Regions from separate parts of the Mus musculus genome. Here regions 1, 2, 4, 5, 6 and 7 are each linked to region 3. The links are chromatin contacts, called in public HiChIP or PLAC-seq and Micro-C maps. All regions are on one chromosome and are shown on one strand. Each heading gives the region's core, a stretch centred on a gene start, on an enhancer-like site or on the middle of the called end of the contact. The rest is flanking DNA. Distances are from core to core; before and after follow the strand shown.

The links. Hi-C and Micro-C count contacts between places; a contact is called where the count stands out from the background. HiChIP or PLAC-seq counts read pairs in DNA pulled down with a chosen protein or histone mark.
Region 1: an HNF4G HiChIP or PLAC-seq map of pancreatic cancer cells shows a contact between it and region 3. The contact joins the enhancer-like site here to the promoter of Fzd2 in region 3. A contact is called at or near these places in 1 of 39 promoter capture datasets (maxillary cranial neural crest), 2 of 484 Hi-C or Micro-C datasets (embryonic fibroblasts and embryonic stem cells), 1 of 115 datasets of contacts at active chromatin or transcription factors (pancreatic cancer cells) and 1 of 9 other capture datasets (embryonic stem cells).
Region 2: a contact with region 3 is called in a Micro-C map of embryonic stem cells, with 2.6 times the contacts expected there. The contact joins the promoter of Hexim1 here to the promoter of Fzd2 in region 3. A contact is called at or near these places in 1 of 39 promoter capture datasets (cranial neural crest) and 2 of 484 Hi-C or Micro-C datasets (cardiomyocytes and embryonic stem cells).
Region 4: a contact with region 3 is called in an H3K4me3 HiChIP or PLAC-seq map of bone marrow-derived macrophages, with 2.2 times the contacts expected there. The contact joins the promoter of Tmem101 here to the promoter of Fzd2 in region 3. A contact is called at or near these places in 1 of 39 promoter capture datasets (embryonic stem cells), 2 of 115 datasets of contacts at active chromatin or transcription factors (bone marrow-derived macrophages and embryonic stem cells) and 1 of 9 other capture datasets (liver).
Region 5: a contact with region 3 is called in a FOXA1 HiChIP or PLAC-seq map of pancreatic cancer cells. The contact joins the promoter of Lsm12 here to the promoter of Fzd2 in region 3. A contact is called at or near these places in 1 of 484 Hi-C or Micro-C datasets (embryonic stem cells), 1 of 115 datasets of contacts at active chromatin or transcription factors (pancreatic cancer cells) and 1 of 9 other capture datasets (embryonic stem cells).
Region 6: an H3K4me3 HiChIP or PLAC-seq map of embryonic stem cells shows a contact between it and region 3, with 16 read pairs. The contact joins the promoter of Tmub2 here to the promoter of Fzd2 in region 3. A contact is called at or near these places in 4 of 39 promoter capture datasets (the HPC-7 cell line, cranial neural crest, embryonic stem cells and 1 more), 4 of 484 Hi-C or Micro-C datasets (embryonic stem cells and uterus), 5 of 115 datasets of contacts at active chromatin or transcription factors (embryonic stem cells, epiblast stem cells, pancreatic cancer cells and 1 more) and 2 of 9 other capture datasets (adipose tissue and liver).
Region 7: a contact with region 3 is called in an H3K27ac HiChIP or PLAC-seq map of embryonic stem cells, with 13 read pairs. The contact joins the enhancer-like site here to the promoter of Fzd2 in region 3. A contact is called at or near these places in 2 of 39 promoter capture datasets (the HPC-7 cell line and cranial neural crest) and 2 of 115 datasets of contacts at active chromatin or transcription factors (both in embryonic stem cells).

What each region holds. Positions count from the first base shown.
Region 1 is chr11:102,217,454-102,220,222 of GRCm38.p6, reverse strand. Hdac5 (histone deacetylase 5) reads left to right here. Exons shown (of 27, transcript NM_010412.3): 3 at 1,736-1,807. Among named protein-coding and RNA genes, the nearest start is that of Mir8101, 11 kb to the left of the region's middle. Within about 2 kb of position 1,287, at least 218 of the 459 cell types and tissues checked have an H3K27ac peak or open chromatin away from gene starts, as enhancers often do. A contact at or near this core is called in embryonic fibroblasts and pancreatic cancer cells, where this site is marked.
Region 2 is chr11:103,114,937-103,117,636 of GRCm38.p6, reverse strand. Hexim1 (hexamethylene bis-acetamide inducible 1) reads right to left here and starts at 1,312. Exons shown (of 1, transcript NM_138753.2): 1 at 1-1,312. The coding sequence starts at 715.
Region 3 is chr11:102,603,090-102,605,789 of GRCm38.p6, reverse strand. It overlaps Fzd2 (frizzled class receptor 2), which reads right to left and starts at 1,359. Exons shown (of 1, transcript NM_020510.2): 1 at 1-1,359. The coding sequence starts at 1,058.
Region 4 is chr11:102,154,896-102,157,656 of GRCm38.p6, reverse strand. Tmem101 (transmembrane protein 101) reads left to right here and starts at 1,250. Exons shown (of 4, transcript NM_029649.2): 1 at 1,250-1,449; 2 at 1,753-1,933. The coding sequence starts at 1,313.
Region 5 is chr11:102,183,896-102,186,595 of GRCm38.p6, reverse strand. It overlaps Lsm12 (LSM12 homolog), which reads left to right and starts at 1,340. Exons shown (of 5, transcript NM_172947.3): 1 at 1,340-1,513. The coding sequence starts at 1,390.
Region 6 is chr11:102,283,448-102,286,231 of GRCm38.p6, reverse strand. Tmub2 (transmembrane and ubiquitin-like domain containing 2) reads right to left here and starts at 1,281. Exons shown (of 4, transcript NM_028076.4): 1 at 1,144-1,281; 2 at 514-568. The coding sequence starts at 548.
Region 7 is chr11:102,328,360-102,331,059 of GRCm38.p6, reverse strand. No RefSeq gene overlaps it. Among named protein-coding and RNA genes, the nearest start is that of Ubtf, 11 kb to the right of the region's middle. Within about 2 kb of position 1,284, at least 5 of the 459 cell types and tissues checked have an H3K27ac peak or open chromatin away from gene starts, as enhancers often do. A contact at or near this core is called in embryonic stem cells, where this site is marked.

The DNA.
Region 1 (2,769 bases), core at 38-2,537, 390 kb after region 3:
CCAGGCTCCTGACAGGAGGGTGAGGTCATCCAGTCCAGAGAGAGGACAGGTGTCCCTGGCTCTGTGCCTGGAGTGGGGGGCAAGGAGGGGCCAGGAGGGGTCCAAAATAGTAACTGTGACGTCACGAAAGGGGGAGGAGCCTACAGACCCAGGAATAACCGGTCTATTAAAAGGCTGCAGTGAGGTCAGGGGGCCAAGTGGGATCTCTCTATCAGTGGGAGGCACAACTCGGGAAGAAGGGGGGTCAACAGTAGGTGACACTGGCAGTGGCACCAGTTTTGATGGTACAGTGACCCCCATGGCCCAGGAAGGTGGAGAGCTGAGGCTACTCTGCCAGGCCAGGGTGCTAACAGCTGCTGGAGGGCCTCCAACCCCAAGTCTTCCTGTTTGGGCGCTGGAGGTCCTGTACCTGGGGCAGATGTGCATAGTCTGCCCATGAGTTATGGTGGTCAGTGCTTCAGACCTCTGGTCCCTATCACGTGAGCAGCTCTGTGAGGAGAGTGACTTCCGTCTCGCTGTACTGTACCTCGGTTTCCCCATCTTGGCCTCTTGCTGGTGGTCGTTGTTAGCACGAAGGCAATGTTTGCGGCTTGTGGTGCCCTCAGCTGGGGACGCTGCCAGGAAAGCATTGATTGAGCCGAGAATGGGCAGGTGCTGTCCAGTCCCCTGCCTGGGCTGGGCAGAGCCAACCCAGAAAAATCTCTCTGGTCCCTGGGAAGAGGCCGAGTGCCAGAGGGAGCACTGCAGAATGGGTGGGAGAGCTGCCACCCCACTGCTATTTAGGGTCTCCCTGATAGTAAAAGGCATCTCCCAGCTCTGTGGGAAGGCAGAAGTTACACAAACTCCACAGGCTGTAAGGAGGAGGTGCGAGGTTAGACCAGGTGGTTGGGTGTCTGTCACCTCTCCCTAGTCTTTCTGATTCCTGTCCTCGCTCTGCACAGAAAGGGGGAAGAGAGAAGATCCAGGCTGGCTGCTTGGTGTCCAGTCCGTTGTTTGCCCCCAGCAGTGGCCAAAGCTGACCCCAGATGCATGGGTCCTCTGCCTGCACCCTTCTCTAGTCCAGCCACTGGCCACCCAGGTCTGTGGCCTTGGCCCTGAGTGCAGGCCTCCCTTGCCCCCCTCCCCCTTGACTGGCGCTTCCTCCTGGGGTGGAACGCGCCTCCCCCCATGGGGCCTCCGCCAGGCCTGGGCTCCTGGCAGCCAGCCGGCGGCTCCCTGAGCATGCTCCACCTATTTATAGACAGGGCCCTCCCCCAACTGCTATTTCAGTCTCCTGCCAGCTGCCGGCGGCTCATTCGGGGAGGAGGAGCAGGGAGCCAAGCCCAGAGCTGTCACCGGTGGCTCTGGGAGGGAACACAGAGAGAGCCTGCCTGCCCACTGAGCTCCCCTTCCTGTCCCCTGAGCACCCAGCCATAGCCCAACTCCTGGAACCTTTGGACAGACTTTGGTCCACGCTCCTGGAGCGGAGAGCAGGCCCTTCAGCCTCATTAGCCTCCCTGCGTCTGCTGCCTCCGGAGCGCGCCCAGGCCGGATGAGGTGCCTCCTTGCCTCGTGGGTCCCAGCGGCAGTGGCCTGAGGGAGTCCTTGAGCAGCCAGCTGGCCCCGCTGACCACCTTTTCCCTCACCGGCTTCCGCCTCGGGCGGCCCCTCCCTGGCATGCTGCTGGTGCCCAAGGCACAGGGGCTTGTGGAGATGCTGCAGACCATCTATGAGACCGAGTCCTGTTTCTCAGCAGATGGCATGTCAGGCCGGGAACCATCCTTGGAAATCCTGCCACGGACTCCTCTGCACAGCATCCCTGTGGCAGGTAAGTGGCTGCGTGTCCCCACCTGCCCTCAGCTCTTGGGCATCCTGGCGCCTGGTTTGAGCACCTCACTGTGAGTCTTCCTCCATCGGGGTCCTGCTTCAGCCTTTGAGGGTTTTGTTGAACATCCGTGGACTGGAAGAGCTGTGCTTCTAAGGCAGCCTCCCTTCCTTCCTTGCCCAGGGCTGTCCTTTCACGGTGCCTCCTAGCCACCCTCCGCCTCATCCCTCCAGTGCCTCTGCCTTCAGCAGGGTCAGCCTCAGCTGCTAGGGGCTAGGGCTTCCTAGAGGATTCTGGCCTAGTTGGACCATGGTCAGAGGGGGAGGAAGTGGGTCAGTGACCTGTCTCAGGCTGCCTGCTCTCCCCACAATTGAGCAGAGGAAGAAGTTGTGCCTGGAGTACCTGCAGGAGTCAGAATCCGAGCCTCTGTGGCTTGCTTTGACCTGGTAGTGACTTTGGCAAGTTTTTGGTCAGGAGGCTTCTGAGAATGGACTCTTAGGAAGAGCCTTGTTGGGATAGGGTTGAGCAGAGACTAGCAGCTGGGGTGTTTAAGGATTTTGGCTTAGTTCCTAGTTACCTCCTAGCTCTTCCTTCCCTGGGCTGTGGTTTCTTCCCACTTTCTGAGGATAAGGGATGTGTTATTTTGACCACAGGTGGGCTTAAAGACCTCCCCCCCTAACCTCAGCTCGAGGATTCCTAGACCTGCCCACCTTCCCTGGGGGAGCTTTTTATTGATCCTTGGTAGGGGGTGGGGTCCCCCCAGAGCTGGCCACTCCTTCTGTCACTCCCAGGAACCTGTTGCCACCAGGCTGGCACCACAAGATGCTTCCTCCAGGGAGGGGCCTGCTGGACCCATGCCTGCTTGGTCCCTCCTGGCAGTGGCTGGCTTGGTACTTTCGAGAGAGAGAATATGTGTGTGTGTGTGTGTGTGTGTGTGTGTGTGTGTGTGTGTGTGTGCGCGCGCG
Region 2 (2,700 bases), core at 63-2,562, 510 kb before region 3:
CAAAATCCTCATCGCTGGTGTCGTCGGATTTGGCGGCTGCCCGCTTGGGGTAAAGGCCGGTTTTGAGATCAGGCTCCTCCTGATCGTGGTCATCCATGAGGAACTGCGTGGTGTTATAGGGCGCAACTGGCTGGCCCTTGGCGAACATCTCGGCTCGAACCCGCGAAGCTCGCAGGCTCTGCTTCTCGTCGAACTTTTTCTTCTCCTCCCAAGTCAGCTTGTAGTAGGGCTTCCAATGCCGCTTCTTCTTTGAGGGGCGTCTCCGATGTTTTTTCTTGCCCAGCTGTCTCTGTTGCTGTCCCCATGGCTCCTCGCCTCCGGCGGCAGGAGCCTCCTGCTTGGTGGCCTCCGAGTCATGACCTGGCTGCACGAGGGACTCTGACATCGGCTCTCCCTCCGCCGACGGGGAGGCACCGCCAGTGGATAAGTCCTCCCCATTCTGGCCCTTCTCGCCCTTCTCCAGGGAGCTCAATTCTGGACAGGCATTCGTCTGCAATGGGGGCAGCTGGTGCTTCAGGCCCCCTTCTCCCTCCTGCCCTGGACGGCTACCGGACTGCAAGGACGCTCTCGATTGCCACCTACTGTCCTCCTTGGGCACCCGTTCCTCCGCGCTTGGGGGGCGCTCAGAGGTATGCTCTTCATGGACAACAGCAGCACCTGTACAGTTGCTAGTTTGAGGCTGGTGTTGATGTTCTGTCAAGAGTGGCTCGGCCATGGCTTAGTAGAGTTCTCTTCTGGAAGTTTGAGAAATTCTGGCTTAAGGAAAGAGGTTTTTCTTTCTTTTCAAAATATGTCCAACAAAGTCCTCTTCGGTCAGTAATTTCTGCAGTGACGCCTTCCGTCCGTCCTGTCAGCAAACTCCAATCGCAACTTGGAGTCCAGTCAATAAAGGGTTAAGCGCACACAAGCGTGGCCAACTAGCAGGTCCGGGGGTTCAGCAGCAGGCACCGTATGCAAATATGCAGAGGGGTGGGCTTCACGCCTCCCCGCCGAGTGCTCCCACAGACGAGGAGTTGGTGCGCAAGGAGAGGAGGTTTAAGTCCAATGGGTTAAACCCAACCCGAAAGGGTTAAAACTACCCGATGACGCTGCCTCGGAGGGGCCGAATCCACAAAGGGTTAAATCCCCTGCCGCAGAGCCCACAAGGGGTTAAAGTCCCAGAGCCGCCACCTCCCACTTCCACGGGTGTCGCTCCAACCCGAGCTCCCAGTTCCTCAGGCCGGGCCGGAGCCTTAGCCGAGGACAGACAAACTCATCTCCCCTCTGGCTCGATGCTCCGCTCAGTTCTCCTCCGCCTCCTCCTCTTTTCCTCCCTCCCTCCCTCCCCCTTCAGACAGCTCTTCTTCCGCCTCCTCCTCCGGCTTCCCCTCCCAACCTGACTTTCCACCTGCCAACTTCCAACTGCTGTCTCCAAGCCCTCGGCGCCTCTTATATATAGAAGCTTGTAAGCCCCGCCCATGCGCATGCGTAACGGAGTCCAGGTGTGGGGCAGCCGGGAGTCGTAGTTCCCTTCTTTCGGGCCCGCCGTCCTCGCGCGCCGTGCAACGTAGCCAATCATAGAATGCGTAGGGGGCGTCTCCCAGGCCGCCTTCTTCCATCGCTTAGCTCTCGCTGAAGAAACGTGAGCAGTCATTGGGCAAGAGTTATTCGTCTCTCCGAGGAAGGAAGACCAATTACAGAGGAGATGGGGCGGGTTCTGGACCATACCATTGTGCTTCAGGAATACAAGAAGATTCCATGACCTTTGGGAGCTTATACAGAATATTTTTATTAAAAGGTGCGTTTGAAAATCTACTGTCATATTCTGTTCTCAGCGGAAAGGTTCTGATGGCCATAAACCGTTTTCAACTTATGCAAAAATGGTCTGTCCCTAAAAAGTAGTCCCTAAAGTGTAAAAGAGGATTAAATTCTATAAAGAGAGCTGTTAGTCGTGATTACTGACATTGGATTCTTAAAATTACAATAATGTCTCTGAGGTAGGTGATGGGTTTCTTGGAGAGAGATAAGCGGAAGGATATTTTGGACAACTATTTATTAAAAAGACGAAAAGCGCATGAAGAAGTAAACAAATGAATTAAGAAGTGCCGCCTTAAAGGGACAGTGTGGTGGCCTGCCGAGCATCAGCTTCAGACTAGGCCTCAGGAACTGAGAGGGCGGGTTCGAGTCCTGAGTGACGTCGGTCCTCAGGCTATCCTGGAGGCCCTTAGGTGAGAGCAGCCACCCAGGCCAAGAGCTATCTCCGCACCAGAGGTGAAAGCAAAGTGGTCCTCCGCGGCCGAGCTCTCCGCCTGAGCCCGGATGGGAAGCGCGTGGTGAGGAGGAAGGACTCGCCCCGAACCTCGGCTTCTGCCGAAGAAAATGGCCTCCCGGGGTCGACTTGGCCTCTTCGCTTCCGATACCGCAAACCTTTCCCTAGCCAGGATACTCTGGAGAGATTGGGCCAATTGATGCGAAGTCTGTGTTGGGGAGGAACCCAAAAATCTATGCGTTCCCGAAAAAAGGGGGTGTCATCCACAGAGATGAGGTGTGTGTGTGTGTTGGGGGGAAGGCTTCGAGAAGGAAAGCTGAAGGCCTTCCCTGAAATGGGTGTGCTTGACCCAGGGCCGTAGGGTACATTGGGGGTGAAGTGGGGGTTCTACTCCCCCTTAAAAGGGATTCACATTCTTTTCCCCTACTAGAAGGACCCGAAAAACTCCCTTT
Region 3 (2,700 bases), core at 110-2,609:
AGAATCACCCACCAGATGGAGCTGGCCATGCTGAAGAAGTAGAGCATCATGAAGAGTATAGTGCAGCCTTCTTTCTTAGTGCCCTGCACCACCGTGCGATAACCGTCCTCTGAGAAGCGCTCATTGCATACCACGCGCTCCTGGAGAACGAAGCCCGCAATGTAGGCCACTGACACCATGGTGTAGCAGCCGGACAGAAAGATGATGGGCCGCTCTGGGTAGCGAAATCGCTGCATGTCCACTAAATAGGTGGTGACCGTGAAGAAAGTGGAAGCGCAGCACAACACCGACCATGTGAGGATCCAGAGACGGGCAAAACGAGTCTCCTCTTGCGAGAAGAACATAGAGCCGTCGGGCCGTGCGGGCTCGCAGGGCGCGGCACAATCGCGCTCACCCAGAAACTTATAGCTGAGATAGGACGGCACCTTGAGGACGCGGGGACAGTGGAAAGGGTGCTCCAGAGTGGCGTAACGCGGTGGCGAGCCACCACCGCCAGGGCCGCCCGGGGTGCCACCCGCGCCGGGCTGCAGCCCAGAAGGTGGCGCGGTGGTGAGTAGCGCAGGAGCTCCGTCCTCCGAGTGGTTCTGGCCCACGCAGATCTGCTCCGCGCCGTGACGCGGGAAATGCTCGCAGCGGAGGCGCTCGGGCCATTGGAAGCCGAACTTGTTCATGAGCGCCTCGCAGCCTTGGCGCGCGCGCTCGCAGATGGAGCGGCACGGCGGGATGGCCTGCTCCAGCACTGTGCACACCGGCGCGTACATGGAGCACAGGAAGAAGCGCAGCTCGGGCGAGCACTGCACCTTCACCAGCGGGTAGAACTGATGCACCTCCAGGCCCGCGTCTTCCTGGTTCGTGTGGCCAAGAAGGTTGGGCATGATGGTCTGGTTGTAGGCGATGTCCGTGCACAGCGGGATGGAGATGGGCTGGCAGAAGCCGTGGTCCGGGATGGAGATGCCCTTCTCCCCGTGGAACTGGGCCGGTCCGGCGGCCGGCAGCAGCAGCAGTGGCAGCAGCAGGCGGGGCAGGGCGCTGCGGGGCAGGGCGCTGCGGGCCCGCATGCTGGCCGCCGCCCCCCACTCGGCTCCTGGGCGCCCCCCAGCCCCCGCCCCCAACCCAGAGACCGCGCGCCTTCCCCGCTGCCGCCTAGCTGCCCGGCCGCCTCCCGCGTCTCCTTGCAAACTTTGCTCGCGGCCGCAGAGTTGGGGAGATTGGGCGGCGGGGGAGGGGGCGGCGCACCCGCCTGCTGGCTCGCCGCGGTCGGACTGAGGGTCGGAGACGCGGCGCACCGCTGCCCTAGCTCCTCTTCCTCCTCTAGCCTCTGGGCTTCCCCTCTCCCCACCCTCCTCTACCCAGCGACTCCTTTGTGCCTCCTTCAGCCCTCACCTCGGCCTCTCCGATCCCAATTAGTCGGTTTCAAGGGGGCCCCCACTGGCGGCCCCGCCCTCTCCTCAGCCCCCCCTCAAAAGGGATCCTTGAAACCGCCCCGTCGAGCTTTGCACCATCCCAAAATGTGCTCTCGGCCAATCAGATTTAAACTGGAGGACCAGCCCCAAGGGCTGGATTGGTCGACCACAACATAATGAGATCAGAAACCAGATGCCAAGAAAACTCTACCCCCCTCCTTCTGCTTTTTTAAAGAGACAAGCTATTATTATATTAGGAGCTGTTTGCTCAGTCCGTGATTGCTTCGGAGTCGCCCAGGAAAGATCCGGAGACACGTTTTCTCAAAGTGGCATCCGACCCAGACAACTCTAGCCTAATCTGTGGCCCTAGAGCCCAAACCCTCTGAGGTACAAGAGCTCTTTGCTCCTGCCCCTGCTCACCGCCCCCTCCCCCCTTTTCAGTACCATTTATAAAACCAAGTGAAAAATCCCGTTTAAAAAAATATATACAGAGAGAGAGAGAGAAATATGTATGTTTTTAAAGCACGTTAGCGAATAGCTTGCAAAGACGTCTCTCAATCCCTCTCAGAGAGTCGAGGTAAAAGTGTCACTTCACCCTAAACAAGGACTCCTAGAAGTTTTCCTCGCCCCTCCCCCTACACACACCCAAAAGTAACCCTCTGAAAAACGAGAGCCTGTCTCTTTAAGAGGCTCTTAAAGGGGCCGGGACTCCGGGGTGTAATTGCCCCATAGCGAGCACAAAGGAGCCCATTATGGTTCTTTGTGTTTAGTGGCACCTCAAAGTGAGAAAATTCAGGAACTCAGAGGCCAGGCTGCGGGGCTGGGGCGGGGGTTGGGGGGTGAAGTGAAGGAGAAAGGCCCGGAGCTGAGGATTCAATCCACCCCCTTTCCGAGGAAAATCTTAATTATGCAAAGTAAAGTTTAGTTGCCATAAGGAGGAGGTCTTAATCGAAAGTTAATGGCTGGGGGGGTGGGGTGGCGGGGGTGATGGGCAGTTTTGAGTAAAGAAACGACTCTCTTAGGTCTGACGAACGTTTTGGGGAATTTGCCTTCTCCCTCCCAATCCTTGCTCCGCCTCCTAAAAGCTTCCAGATTTGATCTCCTGGGAGAAAAGGGAGTTTTACCCAAACTTTAAGTGATTCCACACCAGAAAGATGGTGTGTACGGCTGGAGAGAGGGAGGAAGGCTGGGGTTGTAGTACAGAATTTCTCCTCTCACTTCTCACCTGGCTGAGGGGTGAGGTGGCCCGAAGAAATGCCCCCCACCCCCAACTCCCTTCACACTAGGATTGTAACTT
Region 4 (2,761 bases), core at 1-2,500, 450 kb after region 3:
GGCAGAGCTGTAGGTTTAATATTTAATGATGGTTCTTAAATGCTTTAACCTCCCTTTTAGCCAACCACCCACCAGAGTTAGGGAAAGAAAGGATATGGGGGAGGTGGACATGTTTAGAAAGGTTCTTGGGAGCAACTCCCATCTGTGTTGTATGGATACGTAGGTCTCTCCTCTTTTCTTAGGAGACAAAAGCAGCAAGACCAAAAGAGAGGTGACTTAGAGACAAGAGGACTCCTTACTTTAAAAGTTCGGCCAAAGACAGCAAAGACAGAGAATTCTCTCTGGGGTCTGTATCACACCCTTTTATGGGACCCTTATTATCTGCCAAACCACCTTTGCTACATTTAAGTCTCCCAGCAGTGATGAGGTGGAAAGCCATTATCCCCATCTCACACTTGAGTCTCCATTTAGATGACACAGGATCGGTTTTCAGCTTGGAGTCCAGGTCTGGTTATGTCCAGAGTCGGTTGCTTCCATACATCAAGCTGTGTTCCAGGATTTCTGATGTTTCAACCCCATGCTCCTTGCTCCTGTCCCATTTTGAGAGTACAAAGAACACCGGCTTTTGTTTCAGAGATCCTGACTTCAGTCCCCAGCAACCTTAGTGGCTCACAACCATCTATGATAGGATCTGATGCCCCTTTCTGTCATGCAGGCATACATGTAAATAGAATATTCATATACATAAATAAACAAATCAGAGCTGGAGAGATGGCTCAGCACTTAAGAGCACTGACTTCCAGAGGTCCTGAGTTGAATTCTCAGCAACCACATGATGGTATACAACCAACTGTAATGAGATCTGATGCCCTGATGGTGTGTCAGAAGACAGCGACAGTACACTCATAAATAAAATAAATAAAAATTCTTAAAAAAATAAACAAGTGGTCTATATTTTGTTTTTAATGTATGAGTGTTCTGTTTTCACGTACACCGGTATGCCAGAAGAGGGCATCAGATCCCTTTAAAGACGGTTGTAAACCACCTTGTGGTTGCTGGGAATTGAACTCAGGAGCTCTGGAAGAGCAGCAGTGTCCTTAACCGCTGAAACATCTCACCAGCCCCTAAACAAATCTTTTCTTTTTAAAGGGAAAGAAAGGGCAAATTGAAGCTCTGAGTTCTCTTCATGGGGAGCGTTCAGAAAGGCTGACTCCTCCTTCTAGAACACATTTTTCCCACCCGGAACTAGGGAGCAAGAGCTTTGTTTCCCGACGAAAAGAAAAACAGTCAGGGACCGGAAGTTGCCTGTATCATTCCCCGCTGCTGGTCTCCCGGACCCGGCTGAGGCCGTAGCGGACTGCCCTTTCCCAAGATGGCTTCGAAGATTGGATCGAGACGCTGGATGCTGCAGCTGATCATGCAGCTGGGTTCCGTGCTGCTCACGCGCTGCCCCTTTTGGGGCTGCTTCAGCCAACTTATGTTGTACGCTGAAAGGGCCGAGGCGCGCCGGTGAGCGCGCCCACGAAGTCGTCGAATGCGGTGGGGGGCGGTCCGACCTGTCCCAGGAACTGGGGTGCGGTGATGTTGGGGCCCAGAAGTCGGGATACTTAGACTGGGAGGAATTGGTACTCAAACAGGTTGGAAGATGCTCTCTTTCGATTGTACGGCCATTACTGATGTGGCGGCGGCTCCGGCAGTGAGAAGGATCTCGGGTTTTTGGGGGGCAGTGGCGATTGCAGGAACTTACAGAGGTCCCCAGATACTTACTCTCTATTCATTCTGTCCTCCTTGTTCCCTACACTCGATCCACAGGAAGCCCGACATCCCAGTGCCTTATCTATATTTCGACATGGGGGCAGCTGTGTTGTGTGCTAGCTTCATGTCCTTCGGAGTGAAGCGGCGTTGGTTTGCGTTGGGCGCCGCGCTGCAGCTAGCCATCAGCACCTACACCGCTTACATCGGGGGCTATGTCCACTACGGGGACTGGCTAAAGGTGAGCACGGGGACTCTAGACGAGATTTAGCTATGGGAAGGAGCTGAAGGTTCCTGATGTATGTGGTGGGCATGTATGGTACTCCTGAACTTGAAGCCCGGGAAAACTGAGGTACTAGGTTTGCAGCAGTTTTGTGGCAATCATTACAGACCACAGACGTGTCAGACCCATAGAGACCACACCGACCTCCCTTGTAGACTGTGAAAAGGGAGGTCCAGAGATGGAAAATGGACTCTCCCAAAATCATGCCACAGTGTATGGAAGGGATCGGTAACCCAGAGTTATCTGATTCTCAGAATCTTTTAAACCATTACTTTATTGGTGTCAGACTTGTAAAACAAAAGAGGCCTTGGAGAATATCTGGTCTACCCATCAGGTTTTATGAAATGTGATTAATACTAGTGCAGAATTTGTGCCTTCAAATGCAGATGCTTATACCGGCTACTGGTAGCCTAGAGGTGAGGTAGCTTGGAGGCAGGGTCCGAAAGGATCAGACTGTCAGTCTAGTAGGGGAGGCAGGTGTGAACAGCTATGGGATAGTGGGCCTATTTGTTTTGCATTGTTTTGTTTCTAGACAGGGTTTCTCTGTAGACCAGGATGGCTCAAACACACACATACATCTGCCTCTGTCTCCCAAGTGCTGGTATTAAAGGCATTCACCGCCGCCACCACCACCACCACTGCCTGGCTGGCTGTTCTTGTTTTAGTTGCTATAGAGTCTATACTACATAGTGGGAAGAACCCTGCCATTATGTTTCAGGCTAGGGGTGGAGGAGATGGCGATCTGTGGCAGCTGGGTTCTGCCACTTTCTGTAGGACCATGGACAG
Region 5 (2,700 bases), core at 91-2,590, 420 kb after region 3:
CTTGTTATGGGGTCCAGAATGACACAACATTCCTCTGAAACAGACAAAAGCATGGAGAAGAATTTTTATTCCCATTATAACAATTGCACCAATGCCTCCAACACAAGGAAGTTTTTGCCTGTTGGAGCACAAGGAAACATTTTTGAACTTTGTTCAGGCTCACTCAGTGCCAGAGCTGGCCCTATGCCTCTCTGTAAACTAGAGAAAGGTCAATCCATTTCTCCGATGATTTTTATATTGTGGGGAGGGGTGGGTGAAGGATGGCAGCTGGGGCTGGGAGGTTTATAAGTGCATCTGCACAGTTCCTTTTGTAAGGTTAGTGAGTATTGTAATATCAAATGGATATCATTGGGACTGGACTTTGCCATTATTACCATTCCCTGTTCCGGACTTCCCACCTTTCCCAAGTATGTATATATGTATGTATGTATGCATGCATGTATGTATGTATGTATGTTTCTACTAGTGCTGAGATTTGAACCCTATGTCCGTAAGAATGGATATGTGCTCTGTTACTGAGCAACATTCCAGAGCTGTTCTTCCTTTTACTGAGCTTTCTGAGATCACAGGGTTACTATTATTTACTTAGATCCTATATGTCATGCATGTATGCATTACCTCACTTAAGCCTCCTTACTGCCTTAGGAGGCAAACGTTATTATCTGATAAAGACCAGTAAGTAGTACCTTTGTTACAATCAAAACCATGGCTTTGCCAGTTTTGTGACCCTGACAATTTTAAGACTTCCTTTCTTTGTCTGTAAAATGAGGATATTGATTCCTTCCTTGAGGGGATGCCAGATGCTCACTAAGTAGTACTAAGTAGTATTTAGATCCCACCGAAGAAACATAAGTTTGCTAATTTGCTTACGGTATTTGGTAAATGGCCTCAGATTCTAATTTGCTTAGCCCTACAGCTAATGTATTTTGTTCGACTACTTTATAATTGGTTATAATCATTTTGAGTGAGTCCTGGTAATTCTTGTGAGCTTCTGGTTCTTCGTATGCAAATGAGGATAATATTTTATAGAGTTCATTCATTAAACGTTTTTGTGTAAGGTGTGGGCTTCAGCGAGACTCCAGTTGCTTTCCCTTTCTCCATCTTGTCCTACGTAAATCATTTAGCCTTTATATGTATCTATTTCCTTAGCTTCCAACAGAGCTTTGCAGGAACTTGGCCGAGCAGACCGGCAGCGGCACATTTTTTACTGTATTCAAGATTCCTCTTTTATTTCCTCTTCTACCTAAGGCTCCCGCCCCACCCAGCGCCAGGCCACGCCCCTGCGCATGACGTCAGCACGCCTCGCGCGTCGCGTCGCGGCGCTTGCTGGGGGCCCGGCTTTCGCCCGCTGCTGCCGCCGCCGCCGCCGGCCGCGGCTGCTCTCCCAAGATGGCGGCACCTCCGGGCGAGTACTTCAGCGTTGGGAGCCAGGTGTCGTGCCGGACGTGCCAGGAGCAGCGGCTGCAGGGCGAGGTGGTAGCCTTCGACTACCAGTCCAAAATGCTGGCTCTAAGTATCCTTCTCTGCGTGGACCCCGAGGCCGGGCCGGCGTGTAGGTGCGGTGGTGGGGGGGCGGGGGACGGCGGCGGCAGCTAGGGCCCTCTCCCGGCCTAGGGGCGACCGGCTACCGCGGTGCCCCGGGCGCATGCGCATGGCCGTGAGATTCCCATCCCCCTCCCGCGGGCCTTTTCGGTCCACTTTGGGGACCCTTGTCTCCCACCCCTTGTGGGAGCTGGGCCCCAACTGAGGGTTGGTGGGTGGAGCGGGGCTTGACACGCGGGTGTCTTTTCGGGAGGGGACGATGTCTTAAGGGGACTCCGTGATTGAGGGGAGGGGGTCGTGGTGGGGAGAGGGCTGGAGATTGGAGCCCGGATGGAGTCGGGAGGGGTGTGTAGGGTCAGGAACTGCTAGTAGGGTAAGGGTATGGACTTTACGAGTGGACTGTCTGCTGATGAGATTTGATTCAAGAAAGGGCGGTGGTGGGATGGTGGTCTAATGGGCCTTGCCGGTTTAGAGATGGGAAGTGCGGAACAGAGTTTGTATCTGAACTGGTGGCGAATTTTGCTGGGGTGGTGTATGCTTGGTGTCACTGTGTGTGCTGACTTTGAAGGTTCTCAGGCATTTGAAAACTGCTACTTAGGAGGTGTTGGAATTAGAAGCCTGGTCTAGAGAGGACTTGCCACGTTTTTCAGGGGTTTATGTATGACAGACAGTGTGGCCTTCGGTTCAGTTCAACACATTCCATAGAAACGTCCCTCTTTTTCAAAGTACCAGTGTTAAACTGCATGGAAGAAGTGGCCCTGTTCCCTAATGGTTTATGAATTACTTCACCAACTCACTGTTGGAAAACAAAACGCTTCCTGGTTGAAATAAATGAACCTCTGCCTCCCCCTTTATTTGAGCTACAGGTGGGTTTACTAGAATTATTTTTAGAAGGTAGCCTCTGTCTTTAAAATGAAGTTTCTTATGGAAACTTCTGCTGCCTTTTAATTGTGAGTTGTTGATTTCCAGCTCAGAAAGATTTCTTCATAAACGGCATACAACAAGAACGATTTCTTTGTGTGTGTGTGTTATTTTAAAAAGAGGAGAACATACTTTGGCCTAAAACCTCTTCCTTTGGTGACTTACTTGGAAGAGTCTTTTCTTGTTTTTTTTTTTTTATGGTTTTTCGAGATAGTGTTTCTTTGTATAGCTCTGGCT
Region 6 (2,784 bases), core at 32-2,531, 320 kb after region 3:
TACTTCCCAACGGTTCCCACTATCCTTCTTTCAATCTGTCTTGTGCTATGAAGGTTTTCCCTCTCTGCGGCTTCTGAGAAAGCATTGGAGGCTCTCTGCATATTCCTCGGAGTACCGTCTCTTTTCCTTGGAGAATCTACGTTCACAGCTGTCTCTGGGCAAATCCATCTGGTGATTATCATCATCAGACTACTCTCACAGCACCCACAAAACATCATTACACTCATAACCTGTCCATTTCTTCATTGACTCCTGGAAGATAAGAACCGAGGGTAGTTCTCTTTGTTTGAAGCTCTTAATGCAATGTCACAGTAGCTGCTCAAGGAATATTTGTAGAACACACCAACACTCTCAGAAGCGTTTCCACAGCCTTATTTACACAGATTGGCCCTGGAGTCAGGGAAGCGATTCTGGGTCACTGTCTAGCCCCTCTTCTAGCTATGCAATGTCCAGCAACGTTCTCAAAGCCTCAGCTTTCTCAACAGTAAAGTGGGGTTTAAAATGGTTACCTACCTCATAAGGTTGTTTTGAAGAAGACGTGAAATCATCGAAGCAAAAATAATTAACACTGTTCAATAAACAAATGATAGCAATTACGTCTCACTCCCATAACTAACCCCTGTTGGTCAGGTTAGTGTCAGGAACCGTGATGTACACAAAAGGAAACTGTGGCAAAGACAGATGGAAGCGGAGGACACAAGGAACTGCCGCGGGCAGGGGCCAGATAGGGGACCTGCATCTGTCTGACCAAGGCCTCGGCTTTCTCCTCAGCCTGTGGACGATCCTGACCGCACTGTGGGGAGTCGTCCCCGACCGTGCTTTTTTCTGGGGTGAAGGTTCTGCGTCTGAAAGGTCCTATTCCCTTGGCAGTGGAGTCCATCAGCACCCCCCACCCCACCCCCGAGCCGAGGAGCTTCCGGGTTTCGGTCGCAGTGCCCAAGCCCGACTCTCCGGGACAGTGATGGTTTAGGGTCAGGTGAAGAAGCGAGGGTCGGGAGGTAGGGGGGTCACAAACCATCCACACCCCTCAAACTTCGGGGCGGGGCAGAGGAGAGGGGGCGGAGCTTGAGGACGCGAGGAGTCATGGGAGATTAAAGGGGGTTTGGATGGTTACTGTGCCTCGATGGGGAAGGAAAGCCTCACCTGACAAAGCCAGGATAAATGTTTTGACTTCGCCAGGACAGTCTTTGTAGTTCTCTTTCCGTAGGGGTCAGGGGAGGGGCTGGCAACTCAGGATTCTGTCCAGGGTCCGATCTCTTCCGGCTTTTCTCGGAAGCTGTTAACATCCAGGACAGGAAGTCCCGCCTCCCCGCCTTGTACTGATGACGCAAAGCTACGTAAGGCGGACTGACGTAAACGTAATCTTTAAATAAAAGGGCCAGGTTGCGCCGCGGCAGAAGGGGAGGAGTCATTGTTGGCGGGATTTCGGACCTCCGGCAGTAAGACCACGCCCATTAGGCGTGGCCTCGGACCTCCTGGAGGTCGGAGGCGGGGCCAAAAGAGAAGAGGCGGGGGAAGGTGTTTGTGGGGGGCGTGGTTTCATGCTTAGACGATTGCCCTGGCAAGCTCTCCTGGTCCACCCGCCGCTAGGTTTCCTTCTTTCCCGCCTGGTTTTTCCTTCCGGTTTGGTTCTCTAGCTCCAGAGCTAATGAGATTCATTACTGCTTCGCCAATGCACACCAGGCTCCAAGGTTGGGAGCGGTAAAGTCTGCTATTTTTGACTTCTAAGACAGTTGTTCCTCGAGGAGATGGGCAAGAATACAAATTAAAGTCTTAAGTACTTGAAGATTTCTACCTCGTATAGCTTTAATAAATGAAGCGGGAAGGCATTTTAAAGAGATACAAATACAGTGCCCTCAGCCGGGCAGTGGTGGCACACGCATTTAATCCCAGCACTTGGGAGGCAGAGGCAGGCTGATTTCTGAGTTCGAGGCCAGCCGGGTCTACAAGTAGTGAGTTCCAGGACAGCCAGGGCTATACAGAGAAACCCTGTCTCGAAAAACAAACAAACAAACAAAAAACAAATAGAGTGCCTTCTTAAGAAAGGATTTTTTTTCTTTTACTTGTTTCTATGTGTATGCCGCGTGTGTGGGTACTTGCAGAGCCCAGAAGAGGGCATTGGATCTCCATGAGCTAGGGTTACAAGAGGTTGTAAATCGCCAGTCTTGAGTGCTGGGGAGAGAACTCAGGTCTTCTGGCAAGAAGAACAAGTGCTCTTAACCATTGAACCATCTCTCCAAGTCTATCACCCTGGATTAGTTTTTCCTTTTTTTTTTTTTTTTTTTGGTTTTGTTTGATTGTTGATTCACTATGTAGAAGAGCAAGCAGCCTTTCTCAACCTTTGAGTCTAACGACTCATTCAGAGGTCGCATATCGGATTTTATATTAGTATTCATAAGAGTAGCAAAATTACAGTTGTGAAGTAGCACCAAAAATAACTTTACAGAGAACCAGTGTAGTGGATGATCTTTCCCATCTGGGCACCACCATGAGATTAACCCAGTGTTTTGATGGTCTTGGTCACTTTAAGAAATGTATTACATTTTATTTATTGATTGAGTATATGTAGATGTGTGCACTACAGCCCAAACGTGGCGGTCAGAGGACAGCTTGTGGGACTTGATTCTCCTTCTACCCTGGGGGTCCCAGGGGTTGAACTGATGTCACCAGCCTTTGTGGCAACTGCCCCTCCCCATACCATCTCACTGGCCCCTCCTTAATCATTTTTCTTTCTTTCTTTCTTTTTCTTTTCTTTTCTTTTCTTTTTTTTTTTTTGGTTTTTTT
Region 7 (2,700 bases), core at 35-2,534, 270 kb after region 3:
GAGAAAGCCAAACATGAGCCGGGCAATAGCTCCATTGCATGCTCACTGTGCAAGCACGAAGACCTGAGTTTAATCCCCAGCACCCACACAGAAAGCTGGATGCAGTGGCCTGCACTTGCAATCTCAGTACCGAGGAGTCAGAGATCTGTCGGACTCACTGGCCAGCCCATGTAGCAGAATCTGATCACCCTAGCCTAACCTGGCGAACACTGGGAACAAAGACTATATACACCTTTGAGATGCATAGATTCCCAGTCTCACTAGCATTACTAGGCATATCCAGGTTGGCTTAGGGAATAGTCATTTTATTATTGGGGTATACATTTGATTTCCCCCTGATCTGACTTCCTATGTAGTATTATTTATCAAGTAAAAAGGGCAATGTAAATACTCTAGCTACTTAACTTTTGTTTTTTGTTTTGTTTTTTTTTTCGAGACATGGTTTCTCTGTATAGCCCTGGCTGTCCTGGAACTCACTTTGTAGACCAGGCTGGCCTCGAACTCAGAAATCCGCCTGCCTCTGCCTCTGCCTCCAGAGAGCTGGGATTAAAGGCATGCACCAGCATGCCTGGCTGACCTAACGTTTTTATTTTCATGGTATACACTGGTTTTCTGTTGTCTACCCCACACTGTGCACATTTTGAGCTATTGAGGCAGTTTCTGTCAAAGCACTTAGATGCCAAGACAAGAGTAGCAGACGTTGCACTAAGAGACCTGTGATATATATGATCACATAGGAACAGACATCTTTATTTGGCTTCCCGAAGGCCAAGGCCCCTCCTACATGCTTGTTAGTAGTTGACTGTAGTTCTGGAAATTGAATCCAAGGCCTCATGCACACCAGGTAAGTTATCTACTACTGAAATACCTCCTCAGGCTTTTCATTGTAATTCAGTCTTTGAGTATTCAATATTCTTGCCTCCGATTGTCAAAAATGCTAGGATAATGGTCTTAAGCAGCCAGATCCAGCTGTCCTACAGTATGGAAGGAAATGGTTCTTGTTATTCTACTTTTTTGTTTGTTTGTTTGTTTGTTTTGTTTTGTTTTTTGAGATAGGGTTTCTCTGTGTAGCCCTGGCAGTCCTGGAACTCACTCAGTAGACCACACTGGCCTTAGAAATGCCCCTGCCTCTGCCTCCCAAGTACTGCCCAGCTTGTTTATTCTACTATTAAGCATATGGCTTCTTTTGAAGGTAATATCACCCAGAAGCAAGGTTGAACACCTATGTTAGTCTGCTATTTTTATCTAAATAGTAGTGGAGTCCTGAAAGACAAGCCCACTGGTGTTGGGGTTTGGTCAGTTGCTATGTATTGTAATGCTAAATTCTGTAGGGGGGGGGTCCTGCTATGAAAGAATTCTCAAGGTTACCAGCTTTTGTTGTGCAAACCTTGTTCCTTAGTTTTTAAAACTACTAGTAAAACAAAGTGCTTACAGCCAATTACAGGAGGGATTAGAGTTGGGAGTGGAGAGGCAAGGAGGAAGAGGAGGAGGAGGAAGAAGAGGAGGAGGAGGAAACACTTTGAGAGAAGTACTGTGAGCACATGGCCAGAAGAAACTGCAAATATTGGGGGGGGGGCACCTCTGGGGAGGTAGCCAGGCCAGCAGGTTAGAAAAGTAGATTGAGGATTAGCCCCCAGTAATTGTCAAAGCCAAATAAAATAACTGATGTCTGAATCTCATTTATTTGTAAGCTAGATGGGGATAAGTTTAAATTAGTTGTACTACACATAAGCTTTTATTTTTTATTTATTTTATTTTTTTGGTTTTTTTTCGAGACAGGGTTTCTCTGTATAGCCCTGGCTGTCCTGGAACTCACTTTGTAGACCAGGCTGGCCTCGAACTCAGAAATCCGCCTGCCTCTACCTCCCGAGTGCTGGGATTAAAGGCATGTGCCACCACTGCCCACACCACATAGGCTTTTAAAAATGTATCTTAGCTCCAGGATCAAACTTCAACTGTCTCTGTTGAAGAGGACGAGGACCTACCAAACAGTGCAGCTTCTTTTCTTTGGGGAATCAAATCCTCTGTCTTAGGTAAGAAATCAGACGGAGGTCGTCCTAAAGCTAGGAGTGGTAATCAGGACCACTGCCAGGCAATAGCAACACCTATTTAAGATCAGCCAGGGAAAAGTCTCACTCCTCTAATGGACCCTTTAATGACACGAATTTCAAGTTCAATAAGTCAGACAAGCTGAGCCTTCATACCTCAGCACCCTTAGGGATGAGGAGCAGAAAGAAGAGGCAGTGGAAGGGAGAGCTTCCCTGGCTGCGAGGAAAGGATGCTCACCCTCGGGGTAGAGATGCCTGTTCAGGAGGGTTAGCCAAAACAGACTGCATCTAAGATGAAGACCAGAGCGACCCAGAGGACAGCCTCTATCTTCACCATCAAGACATCTGAATGATTACTGAATGACACCCCCCCTCCTGTGTCCTGACAGCTGACAATCATCAGAATAGCTGGAAGGAACTGGAAAACAAGGGCTGAGAGACGTGGTAACGGGTAAAAGCTTTATTTCTGTATACCTAATGACCTAAGTTTGACCCTTGGAGCGAGTCCAAAAAGAAAGATGTAGTGGCCCAGGCGGTGGTGGCCCTCTTCTTTAATTCTAGCACCCCGAGGGGCGGGGGGGAGTCAGAGGCAGGTGGATATCTGTGACTTTTTTGACCAGCCTGGTCTACAGAACTTAGACAGTCTGGGCCA